Linked DNA regions of Sus scrofa: all the other regions are linked to region 1. Evidence: chromatin contacts called from public HiChIP or PLAC-seq data. All regions are on one chromosome and are shown on one strand. The core of a region is the stretch at or near the end of the contact, and the rest is flanking DNA. Distances in the headings are between cores, read along the strand shown. Region 1 overlaps ADARB2 (double-stranded RNA-specific editase B2). Region 2 overlaps LOC106505221 (a long non-coding RNA gene). Region 3 overlaps WDR37 (WD repeat domain 37).

Region 1 (3,489 bases), core at 377-2,876:
CTACAGCTCCTGGCCTACAGCACAGCCACAGCGATGCCAGATCCAAGCCACGTCTGCGACCTACACCACAGCTCAGGGCAATGCCGGCCCCCCAACCCACTGAGCAAAGCCAGGGATCAAACCCGCAACCTCACGGATACTAGTCGAATTTGTTTCTACTGCGCCACAACAGGAATCCCTCGATGCTGGTTTTTTTAGCCATTCCCATGACATGAAAAAGTTCCCAGGCCAGGGATCAAACCCGCACCACAGCAGCAACCCGAGCCACTGCCGTGACAATGCCAGATCCTTAACCCACTGAGCCACCAGGAAACTCCTCAATGCTCTTTTTAATATACATGTTCAACTGGGAACATATAAACATAGACTAAAATAGGAATTTTGAATTGTAAGTGTAAAAGCAGGAATTGTTTAAAAACTCAATTACAGAAAATCAGAGCTACCCGAAGTCATTGATGGGTCTGACATAACGGCAAAGCACCTGCCCCCCACGCCCCCAGTGATGTCGGCACCCCCACGACTGCATCTGTCTGTCTACACTTGGACACCTGTTTGACCACGGGTTTCGCTGCCACATAGATTTGCAAACAGGCCTACACCTCAGTCTCGCCTGCAGGCACCAACTGGGTAGCCCTCGAAGGGCATTTAAAAACCCACCATGCAGATTTTAAAAGGAAATCATAAGGCTTTCCTGCAACAGAAGAGCAAGCAGGGGAGTCCCTCGTGGCACAGCGGGTTAAGGATCTGGCACGGTCGCTGCTGTGGCATGGGTTCGATCCCTGGCCCGGGAACTTCCGCATGGCAGGGGCACAGCCAAAAAAAGAAGCGAGAGTAGGACTGAGAGGGGTGGAGGTGAGCAGCGCATGGACCTGCTCAGGCCCTTGGAGGGCAGCTCGCACAACAGCCCAGAGGGAGCGGCCCGCACGGTGCAGGATCCTGCCGCGCGGAAGGCCGGGTTCACGGGGGCAGCCCCGCTGGAAAAGACACCCCTACGGACACGGTTCCAGGACGGTGTTCTAAGATGTGCCTGAAACAGTCTACACAGGCCAGCTGAACCCGCAGACGGAACCCAGGTGCGGGGCCAAGTCCGGCTGCGTGAACCCTGCACGGCAGACCCACAAGGGCTCCTTCCTCCTTCCGCAAAGGAACCACCTCCCGTCTTCGCTCAGGGTTTTCCGTAGGTAAAAAAAAGGCGACAGTGGCAACCGACAAAGACCTGCTCGGAACACTCAGCGTGTTAGAGAAACACCAGTGAACTAGAAAGTGACCTGGCTGTTCTGTGAGACTAGGGGCCTGGCTTCACCTGATCCCTCGACCCCAAGCCTCCATTCTCATTTTCCTTCCTCAGGAAAAGACTCACAGCAAAGGAGGCGACCTGGCCGAGACAGACCTTCTTGGTCGCGTTAACGGCATTTCTCAGGTGTTTCTCAGTGCTGACCGCCCCAGTCCACACTGAAGACAAACCTCACGAGGTCGGGTCTGGGCAAGGAAGACGGCGTCGGAGACAGGCCAGAGGGCACGGGTGTCAGCGCCACGGGCTGTTTGCCAGTCCTGATGGGTGTTCATGTGACGAAAACCACAGGACTGGCGACAGACAGGGAAGAATGACAGTTGTCTTGCTTCACATAACGTCCTGAAATAGTAAAAATGACAAGCTGGCGTTTTAGGAGCCTTTTTTCAGACCTCCATGTTGCCTAAGCAACTGACTTTGCCAGAAGGAAGCTGGATGTTTATTGAAGTGTCCAGCAGCAGCCTGTGAATTCTGCCCCAAACCACAGGCGCTGCATTCTGCACGCATCTCCGCAAGGGGGGCAGAGCGGGGACGACTGTGCCGTTTTCGTCCTCATCGTTGTGCCAGTTAAAGTTTCCAAAACACGGTCACACTCAGCCATAGAACTGACATGGAGTCAGGCCTCTTTTGTTCAGGGGAAATTCCTGAAATTAATTATCATTAATAGTATCCTGCAGGAGTTCCCTTGCAGTGCAGCAGGTTAAGGATCTGGCACTGTTGCTGCAGCAGCTTGGGTCACTGCTGTGGCACAGGTTCTATCCTTGGCCCAGAAACTTCCACGTGCCGTGGAGGCAGACCAAAAAAAATAGTATCCTGCAAAACAACCCAGTGGGTAGCAGCAATGGCTTTCTTTTATGCAGATGCAACATAATTTGTAATATTATTTTTAAGTGACCAAAAACACAAGTACATTATAAACCATAACTTTTGTGTAAATGTTTAGGATACAGCTCACTGGATCAAAAAAATACCTGAGCAGGCAGCTTTGTCCTGGAGGGAGGAATTTATCCTCCTGTGCTCCTGCAGGAATTCTTCACAGAAAACACAATCATTGTAGGTCTTTCTAGAATAACCTAAAATAAAATAACCCTAATATCTTTGCACGAAGATGGAAAAGGTTTGATTCAACAAAGAACTATTTAATCAGACGTTTCCATACACTAGCATAGCTCTCCCTAAGCAATCAGATGGACCAGAGCCTACGATAAATCTTAAACTATGGGGAAATCTTGTTTTAGTTTTCTGGGGAGTTCTTTTAAAATTTTTGGGTATTAGTTTTTATTTAATTTCCACCATGATTTTAAGGAAATCATGATTTTAAAGAATTGTTTCATAAAAGGATTGAACACCAAACTTAAATATACTGCTCCTGAGAATTTTGCCTTTCAAGTAAAATACTCCTGTTGTCTATGATTTTAATTTATCCAAACATTAAGAACTTGACCATAATCCGGGCACTCATTTAATCACTTAGCAAATATGTATTGATCACTTTTGATGTGCCAGGCACAATTCTGCACTGGGAAGAAAGCAGTGAACAAAATATTTGAAAATCCATACCCCAAGGTGTGTACATTCTAATAGAAGGAGAGATAGACAAAATGCAAATGCTTTACAGAAAAATAAAGCCAACAGGGACTAAAAAGTGACCCTAACTCTAAATTAGAGGGTCAGGAAGGCTCTTACGGAGAGGGTAACATCCAAGCCACATCCTGCAGGAAGGACAGGTGGAAGCAGAAGAGGGTGGCAGGCAGATCTTGGGGAAGAGTTTTCAGGGCAGTTTCAGGAAACAGGCAGGATCGAAGCTGCAGTGCACGCAGAAAGCAAGTCGGTACTGGGTTTCAACCCCAGGTAAATGCAGCTTGACATTATCTCCACTTGTGAGTTGAGACCAAGATGGTCCCACTACAAGTTAGATCAGAACAATCCCACAGAAAATTTGCAAATACAAGGGCACAAAACAAAAATAAGCACAAGGGGATCTAAGACCACATTGACAAAACCCAGCAGAAACAACAGACAATAAAAACAGACCCACAGCCTCAGAGATTAAAGTTCTCAGACACAGACTTTCGTACAGTTATGCTCAACAGGGTAAAAGATACTTAAAAGCAGGATGGACGATGTGGGGGGAGAGGTGGAATCCAAAAAAAGGACGAAAGGGGAACTTCAGAAAGAGAGAAAACAGAGCATTTGGG
Region 2 (3,489 bases), core at 658-3,157, 120 kb after region 1:
GTGACTGGGCGCCGGGGAGCCGAGTGTGGAAAGGCACCTGGGGTGGAGGATTAGTGTAAAGGGCAGGAGACCGCATCAGTCCGGTGGGCTGATCACAGGCTAAGACGTCTTAGTCTCTTGGGTCACAAGAATGCATTGAGGGACTTACCTGCTTCTTCCAGTTGTTTAAGAGAGGGCACCAGAGGACTCAGCCTGCACTCCTGGGGTGGCTGGCTGGGCTCCCCAATTCCGCCACCAGGCTCCCCGGCCTGGGTCCCTCCTCAGGGCCCAGGTGGCCGTCCTCTTGCCTCCTGCCCCGTCCTCCGCTGCCTGCTGCCCTCCCTGCACTGGGGCGCTCGGGACAAGGGGCTCGGGGTCCCCTTCCCCAAGCCCTCCTGCTCCAGGAAGCAGGGGCAGCAGCTGAGTATCAACCAGAGATGCCTGTGGGGGGGGGGCAGTGAGCGTGACAGACCCCCCAGGACAGAGTCCCTTGGACAGGGCCCCCAGGTGGGACCTCAGGAAGCCTTACTTGCTCTGCTGTCTGCATTTATTATCCTGCTGGATAACGAGTGGGCCAAGGTGGCCGCCAGTTCCAGAAGGCGTCTTTGACGGCCTAGTGGGAGGCCAGGGCCAGCTGGCCAAACACCCACGGGCGTTGGTTCTGTCTGCTCAGCCACCACACGGCCACTGCCAGGGCTGCGGGAAACAAGTCCAGACCCTTGCAGAAACTGACCACACTTCATCGGTCCAGCAAACCCCAAGCACCTGCTCAACAGGCAGAACACACGTCTTAAAGATCCCACATCTGAGATGCTTCTTTTTTTTTGCAGTATTTCCTTCCCCTGAAGAGGAAGCACATGCATTTACTACGGAAAAACAGAAGAGAACGAGGAAGAAAGCGGAACATCACTCAAGGTCAACCCTGCAGGCAAGCATGGCTGGGCTGTGTCCGTGTCGCCAGCTCTGGTCACTTCCCGTCCTCTGGACCAGTCGTTGTTCTGCTCGGCGCTGCCTTATGGTTCCAGCAGAGGAAAGGGACGCGTGGTGCAGTGGTCCCCAGGCTCAGGGTCAATTCCTGGGAGTCCCCTCTCTCCAGCCAGGTGAAACCGGGCTGCCCCCTCGTCACTCTGCTCAGGACCAGCTCTGCAGTGGACCTTGAGGGCAGAAGTCAGAGAAAGACAAACCCTGTGTGATCTCACGTACTTGTGGGATCTAAAAACAGAACAGAACAAAAAGCCAAGCTCAGAGATACAGAGAACAGAGGGTGGTCAGGAGAAGCAGGCCGCTTCCTGCCCTCCTGCTTGGGAGCCACCAAAAGGTCTCTGTCCAAAGGGGGTTGGTCTGGTACTGCTGCCCTGGGCAGTCACTGTGACTGCTGGCCCGGTTAACCCATGGCCTGGCTTGTCGTCGGCAGCTGGACATCGCTTGTCCGTAATCCAGCTTAATCAGTACCAGTCGAATGAATAAGTGGATTCAACTACATTCAGGCAACAACTGTGAGCCAGGCAGTGTATTAACTGCTTTCTAAATTGGTAGTAATTGGAAAAGGGGAGTCCCCTGGCGGCCTGGCAGTGAAGGATCCGGCATCATCACTGCTGTGGCTCAGGTTTGATGCCTGCCCTGAGATTGCTGCATGTGGTGGGTGTGGCCCAAAATTTTTTGAAAAGGGAGAATGAGAATAAGCATTTATTTCAGTTGTGGACAGTCTCGCTTGTCAGACTCAGCTGGAATTCGGACCTGACTGCCCGTCTCCAGGGTCCATCCCTTCATGACTAGGGATGAGCCAGTGGGGGAGGGGAGGTGCTTCCGAGCCCGGCTGAGCCTCCCAAGTGACACAACACCCCTGTGGTTGCCTCTCGGGGTGCCCAGACAGAGGCTTCCTGCCCCAGAAGACATCCTCGGTTGCAGAGTGCACCGCAGTCTTGGGCAAGCAGCCACTGCGCCACCGGCTGCCTCCAGGGCACAGGCTTGCGGGGGCACCAGCCCTGTGCAGGGTGTGGACTGGGCGGCACTCAGCTTTCCTACTGAGACACACAGGCCACACCCACCACGGGTGTCCCCGGACCCAGGGTCCGCTTGCAGCTTGTTAGAATCAAAACTCAACAGAGACCAGCTCTGCTCTGAAAACTTCCTGAGCAGACAAAACCAGTTTAGCCATACCAGCAAAGCTTAATCGAGCTTGTTTCGTCAGACTAACTAGCCCGGGGTCACTGCTTGCTGACGCCCCGGGAAATCATAAGCAAAACTTAAACTGTTTCCTGAGTTTGCGATGAGGTCACCACTGACCAATTTGCTAACATTTAAGAGGCATCTAACGCAGTGACCAGTCACGTGACGGGCGAGCAGCGCGGCTGCTGGTCAGCTGTCCTTCTGGTGTCTGCCCAGTACCCGGTCACTGACGACCGCCTCGGTGCCGCTCTGGTCTTGTCATCCCCGAGCTTCATCCCCAGCACAGAGGGCCCGCACCTGTTCCTGCTCAGGCCCCCAGCAGAGTGAGGACGCGGGCAACAGGGTGAAGCAGGACGCACCCCAGGGGACACGCAGCCGCCACAGACCCCGTGTGATCCCAGGCAGACTCAGGGACAGGCCAGGGACACATGCAAGGAGAGGACTAGAACTTCTGGGAGGTCACAGGTGATGCCAGAAACCCCGAGAGCAGCCAGGGGCCACTGGCCAGTTGGTGGCCGGGCCTGCTCTGCCTGCAGCCCGACTTCTTCCCCCACCCCACCCCCACCCAGCTGGCCCCGCCCCCAGGAAGTGCCCAGAGCCTGTGGACACAGCAGGGATCTGCCCTCCGCTGACAAACCTGTGTCCACGTGTGTCTCCGCCAAAGCCGCCACTGTGGTGGCTCCTTAAACATCCTTTTCCAAAACAGAATCAGAACTGAAACACGAGATGGCTTAAAAACAGCAATTTTGACACATGTTTTTAAAGTGTCAGTAGACACATTTTGATTTTTTTGACAGATTAATACTTTTTAAAGATACAGGTCATAAATAATTACCTCCAAATCCCGGTGTTCTGGGCTTTCTCCTGGAAGTTTATGTAAGTCTGTTTTTTGAGAGTAAATAGTTCTTTTAAATGACTGTGAAGAAGCCCTTGCTCTTATTCTTAACACTTCACCAAGCTGTTAGCTACCTGCCTGTCCAATACCATCAAAGAGAAGAGTTTAACCCAGGCACTGCCTCCCCTGGAGGGCCTGCACCCCGCGCCCAGGCCTGGAACCCCCCGCCTTCCTGCACTTCCCTTCCCCGCAGGACCTGCACCCCCACCCCCGACCTGGTCTCGGGAAGCTCGGGCCTCAGCTCTGCTTTTCTCGCCCAGCACTCTGGCTCCGGCCCAGGGCTGGCATTTGGCCTTCACCCCCAGCCTGTTGGGCTGGAGTCCCGAGATCCGCCTGGGCCCGGCCTTGCCCCCAGGGGTCTGGGAGCTGGCTGGCTCCAGGGCCAGGATCTGAGCAGCCCCCGCTGAGGACCCGCTTGGCCAGCCGGAGCCTCCCCTGTGCGGATA
Region 3 (3,489 bases), core at 273-2,772, 64 kb after region 1:
GTGGCTACAGCTCAGATTCGACCCCTAGCTTGGGAACCTCCATATGCTGTGGGTGCGGCCCTAAGAGGACAAAAGACAAAAAAAAGAAAGAAATGTGTGTAATCTGTTCACCAGCGGGGCAAGGAAATGGCAGCATTTTCACGGGCTGAGCCCTCTGGTCTGTGAACCGCATGTCGGTTTAGACCGCCTTTGATTTCTTTCCTCAGCTTTTCAGTTGTCACATAAAAGTTCTACCTATGTTCTCAAACTACACCAAAGGTTTTTTTTTTTTAAGAAATTTTAAATACTGTATTTTTATTTGTTTCCAAATGTTAATCGGTAGTATATAAGAAAGTAATTGAGTCAAAAAAAAAAAAAAAATACAATTGAGGAATTCCCTGAAGGCACCGTGGGTGAAGGATCCAGCGCTGTCACTGCTGTGGCTCTGGTTGCTGCTGTGGCGCAGGTTTGATCCCTGGCCTGGGAACGTCTGAATGCCCAAAACAACAAAAATGCAATTGATTTTGTGTATGAAGCTTGTATCCCACATTCTTGTTGAACCTATTTATTAATATTGGGAGTTTTGGTAGATCCTTTGTATTTCCTTTGTAGACTACTGTCACCTAAAAAAAGGACAGCTTCTTCTTCCTGACCTTTATGCCTTTATTTCCTCTTCTATCTTACTAATTTGGAAATAAATTCCAGTACTATGCTGAATCAGAAGTATCAGCAAATTGCTTTATTCTGATCTCAAAGTAAAAATACTCAGTCTTTACCACTGAGTATGATGCTAGCTGTCAGTTCTGATGTAAATACTGTTTTATCGCTTGAGAAAGTCTCCCTCCATGTTCATGTTCTGAGAGTTTCACGAGTGCTAAAGTCAGTCATACTTTTTCTGCGTCACTTAATACGATCACACAGCTTTTCCTTCCTAGCTTCCTAACAGGACAATTACCCTGATGATTCTCAAATGTTGATCTAACCGTGCATCTACAGAATAAATCCCACTTGGGCGTGGTGCATAATTCATTCAGTTTGTTCCCATTTTCTTTTTGTTTTTGTTCCTTCTGGCCATGCCTAGAGCATGTGGCTGTTCTCAGGCCAGGGATCAAACCCTCACCACAGCAGTGACAACACCGAATCCTGAGCCACAGCAGATTAAGGGAACCCCTTGTGCTTCTTTCTTCTGCCTTCTAAGTTATTTGAACATTTTTTTTTAATTTCATTTTGATTTATGTCAGTTTTTTAAGTTTCTCTCTTCTGCATAAGCTTCCTAGTGGCTACCCTAGGTTATCGTTATCTTTCCACAAGGGGGTCCACGCCCCGCCACTCTACTAGTTCACGGGAAGGTGTGCGACCCACCCTTTCCCCCTCCGCCCTCCCGCGTTCTCCTCTGCGAGCCCCCGCTGCGAGCCGCACCCGACGGTTACGCTTCAACCTGCAGACACACCTCAGAGGAACAGGGACGGCACTCACAAGGTATTTGTTCTCTCCACTGTATGTTCCTCCTTCCTGGCGTTCCCACATTCCTCGCACCATTTCCTGTTTACAGAACTTCCTCTATTACTTTAGGGACGTTCTGCTATCAACAAACCACGCGCAGGATGTTTCCCACTCGACAGAGAATTCTGAGTTGATGCTGTTTCCTTCCACAGTGGCAAAGTGTGTTACCTCCTTCTGACCTCTGCAGTTTGCGATGAGAAATCCACTCCGTTAAAGGGACATTTCCTGGACTCCCACTATGGCTCAGCAGCAATGAACCTGACCAGTATCCATGAGGACTCAGGTTTGATCCCTGGCCTCACTCAATGGGTTAAGGACCCAGTGTTGCTGGGAGCTGTGGTGCAGGGCAGCCACTACAGCTCGGATCCAACTCCCTAGCCGGGGACTTCCATGTGCCGCAGTGCAGCCCTAAACAAAGCAAAGGGGACATTTCTCTCTCGCTGCTTTTTCATCTTTAGTTCTCGGAAGCTTGACTGTGACTACGATGTGGAGCATGGCCTTCTTTGAGTTTATCTTGCTTAGGTTTCACTTAGCTTTTTGATTCTGTAGGTTTATGGCTTGCCGAATTTGGGAAACATTCAGCTAGTTATTTATTCAAACATATTTTCAGCCCTACTGTTTCTCTCCTCTCTTTGGGGGCTCTGATGACAAGAATGATGTCTGTTTTGTTTTGTTTTCTTGGCCACACCCACGGCATGTGGAAGTTCCTGGGCCAGGAATTGAACCCAAGCCGCAACAGAGACTGGAGTCACAGCAAGGATGGAGCCAGATCCTCAGCCTGCTGGGCCACCAGAGAACGCCAAAGAAGGATGGGTCTCTTGTTAAACTCTCACAGATCCCGGAAGTTCCATTTCCTTTTTTCCAGTCTACTTTCTCTGGGATTCGGACTGGGTAATTTCTACTGCTTCATCCTCAAGTTCACCGCCTCCTGCCTTCTGTCCTCTCCATTCAGACACTGAGCCAATCCTAAGCTCACTTATAGTACTTTTCCGTTCTAGAATTTCCATTTGTTTCTTCTTCATATCCTGTACTTCCTCCTGAGAGTTTCTGTTTTTCATTTGCTGCAAGTGTTAGTATCTGCTCTCTGAAGAAATCTTTGCCCGCTTTAAAATCCTTGTCAAGTAATTCCAACATCGCCATCATTCTGATGTGTCCGCCAAGCGCCTATTCCGAGTCCAGGGGCGACGTGCCCGTCAGCCTGGGAGACGCAAGCGCCGGGTGTGTCGTCAGACCTGGACCTGATGCAGGTCTTCTTTCACAGCAGGCTGCTCTGACACTGCCCGGCAGGCCGAGAAGGCGCTGCCTTCTCTCTGCGCGGGAGGCGTACAAGGTGCAGATGGAGGCCGGGCTCCCCACTCAGCCTCCGCTGACCCTGGGGGACGTCCTCCTTGGCACGACCCAGTGAGGTTAGAGTTCAGCCTCTCCCTTAGCCTCTACTCCAACCACCAGACTGACCCGGGGCCTTGTGACTGCACCTACGAGACCTCGCTGCAACCAGGGGTGGGCAGATCCTGGCTCTCTCCTAAGTTTCTTCAGAAGCCACCCCAACAGGAGGAGGGGCTATTCTCTATCACCCCCCCAGCAGAGATGATGACAACCCCAGGTCCTCACCAGGCCTCTCTGATACCACCCGGCACAGTTCATCTGAACACAGCTGGTCAAGGTCAAAGTCTATTCCCCACCCTGCCTTTGGTGGTCAGGGCAAGACGGGGGCTGCCATGTTTTCTAAACACGTCCTGTCTGGCAGGCAGTCCCTTTCTTGGCCTTTTGGTTAGAGAGCAGGCTTCTCTTACGGCTTTTCTGAACCATCTGGTGTTGCTGGCTTCTCTAAACCCAATACTGGGATGTGTGCGGCAAAAAGAAAACCCAGGGAACTCAGATGTGTCACTTCTCAGGTCCTCATACACCCAACCTGTCTACTCTTCCACCCGCTTTCAGTCTCATGTTTGTCTGATATTTAATGTCCAGTGTTTTTAGCTATACCAGAGGCAGAATAGGAAAAGTGAA

Evidence for each region. HiChIP or PLAC-seq counts read pairs in DNA pulled down with a chosen protein or histone mark.
Region 2: an H3K27ac HiChIP or PLAC-seq map of alveolar macrophages shows a contact between it and region 1. The contact joins two enhancer-like sites. A contact is called at or near these places in 1 of 5 promoter capture datasets (liver) and 2 of 2 datasets of contacts at active chromatin or transcription factors (alveolar macrophages and skeletal muscle).
Region 3: a contact with region 1 is called in an H3K27ac HiChIP or PLAC-seq map of alveolar macrophages. The contact joins two enhancer-like sites. A contact is called at or near these places in 1 of 5 promoter capture datasets (skeletal muscle) and 1 of 2 datasets of contacts at active chromatin or transcription factors (alveolar macrophages).

Annotation. Positions count from the first base shown.
Region 1 is chr10:68,457,240-68,460,728 of Sscrofa11.1, forward strand. All of the region lies in intron 10 of ADARB2 (double-stranded RNA-specific editase B2), which reads left to right. It also overlaps a transcript of WDR37 not described here. Among named protein-coding and RNA genes, the nearest start is that of WDR37, 70 kb to the right of the region's middle. Within about 2 kb of position 1,627, at least 2 of the 83 cell types and tissues checked have an H3K27ac peak or open chromatin away from gene starts, as enhancers often do. A contact at or near this core is called in alveolar macrophages, where this site is marked.
Region 2 is chr10:68,574,459-68,577,947 of Sscrofa11.1, forward strand. It overlaps LOC106505221 (a long non-coding RNA gene), which reads right to left. Exons shown (of 5, transcript XR_001299412.2): 4 at 2,786-3,489; 5 at 1-1,191. Among named protein-coding and RNA genes, the nearest start is that of GTPBP4, 10 kb to the left of the region's middle. Within about 2 kb of position 1,908, at least 13 of the 83 cell types and tissues checked have an H3K27ac peak or open chromatin away from gene starts, as enhancers often do. A contact at or near this core is called in alveolar macrophages, where this site is marked.
Region 3 is chr10:68,521,414-68,524,902 of Sscrofa11.1, forward strand. The region is part of intron 1 of WDR37 (WD repeat domain 37); the gene reads right to left. Among named protein-coding and RNA genes, the nearest start is that of WDR37, 5.4 kb to the right of the region's middle. Within about 2 kb of position 1,523, at least 12 of the 83 cell types and tissues checked have an H3K27ac peak or open chromatin away from gene starts, as enhancers often do. A contact at or near this core is called in alveolar macrophages, where this site is marked.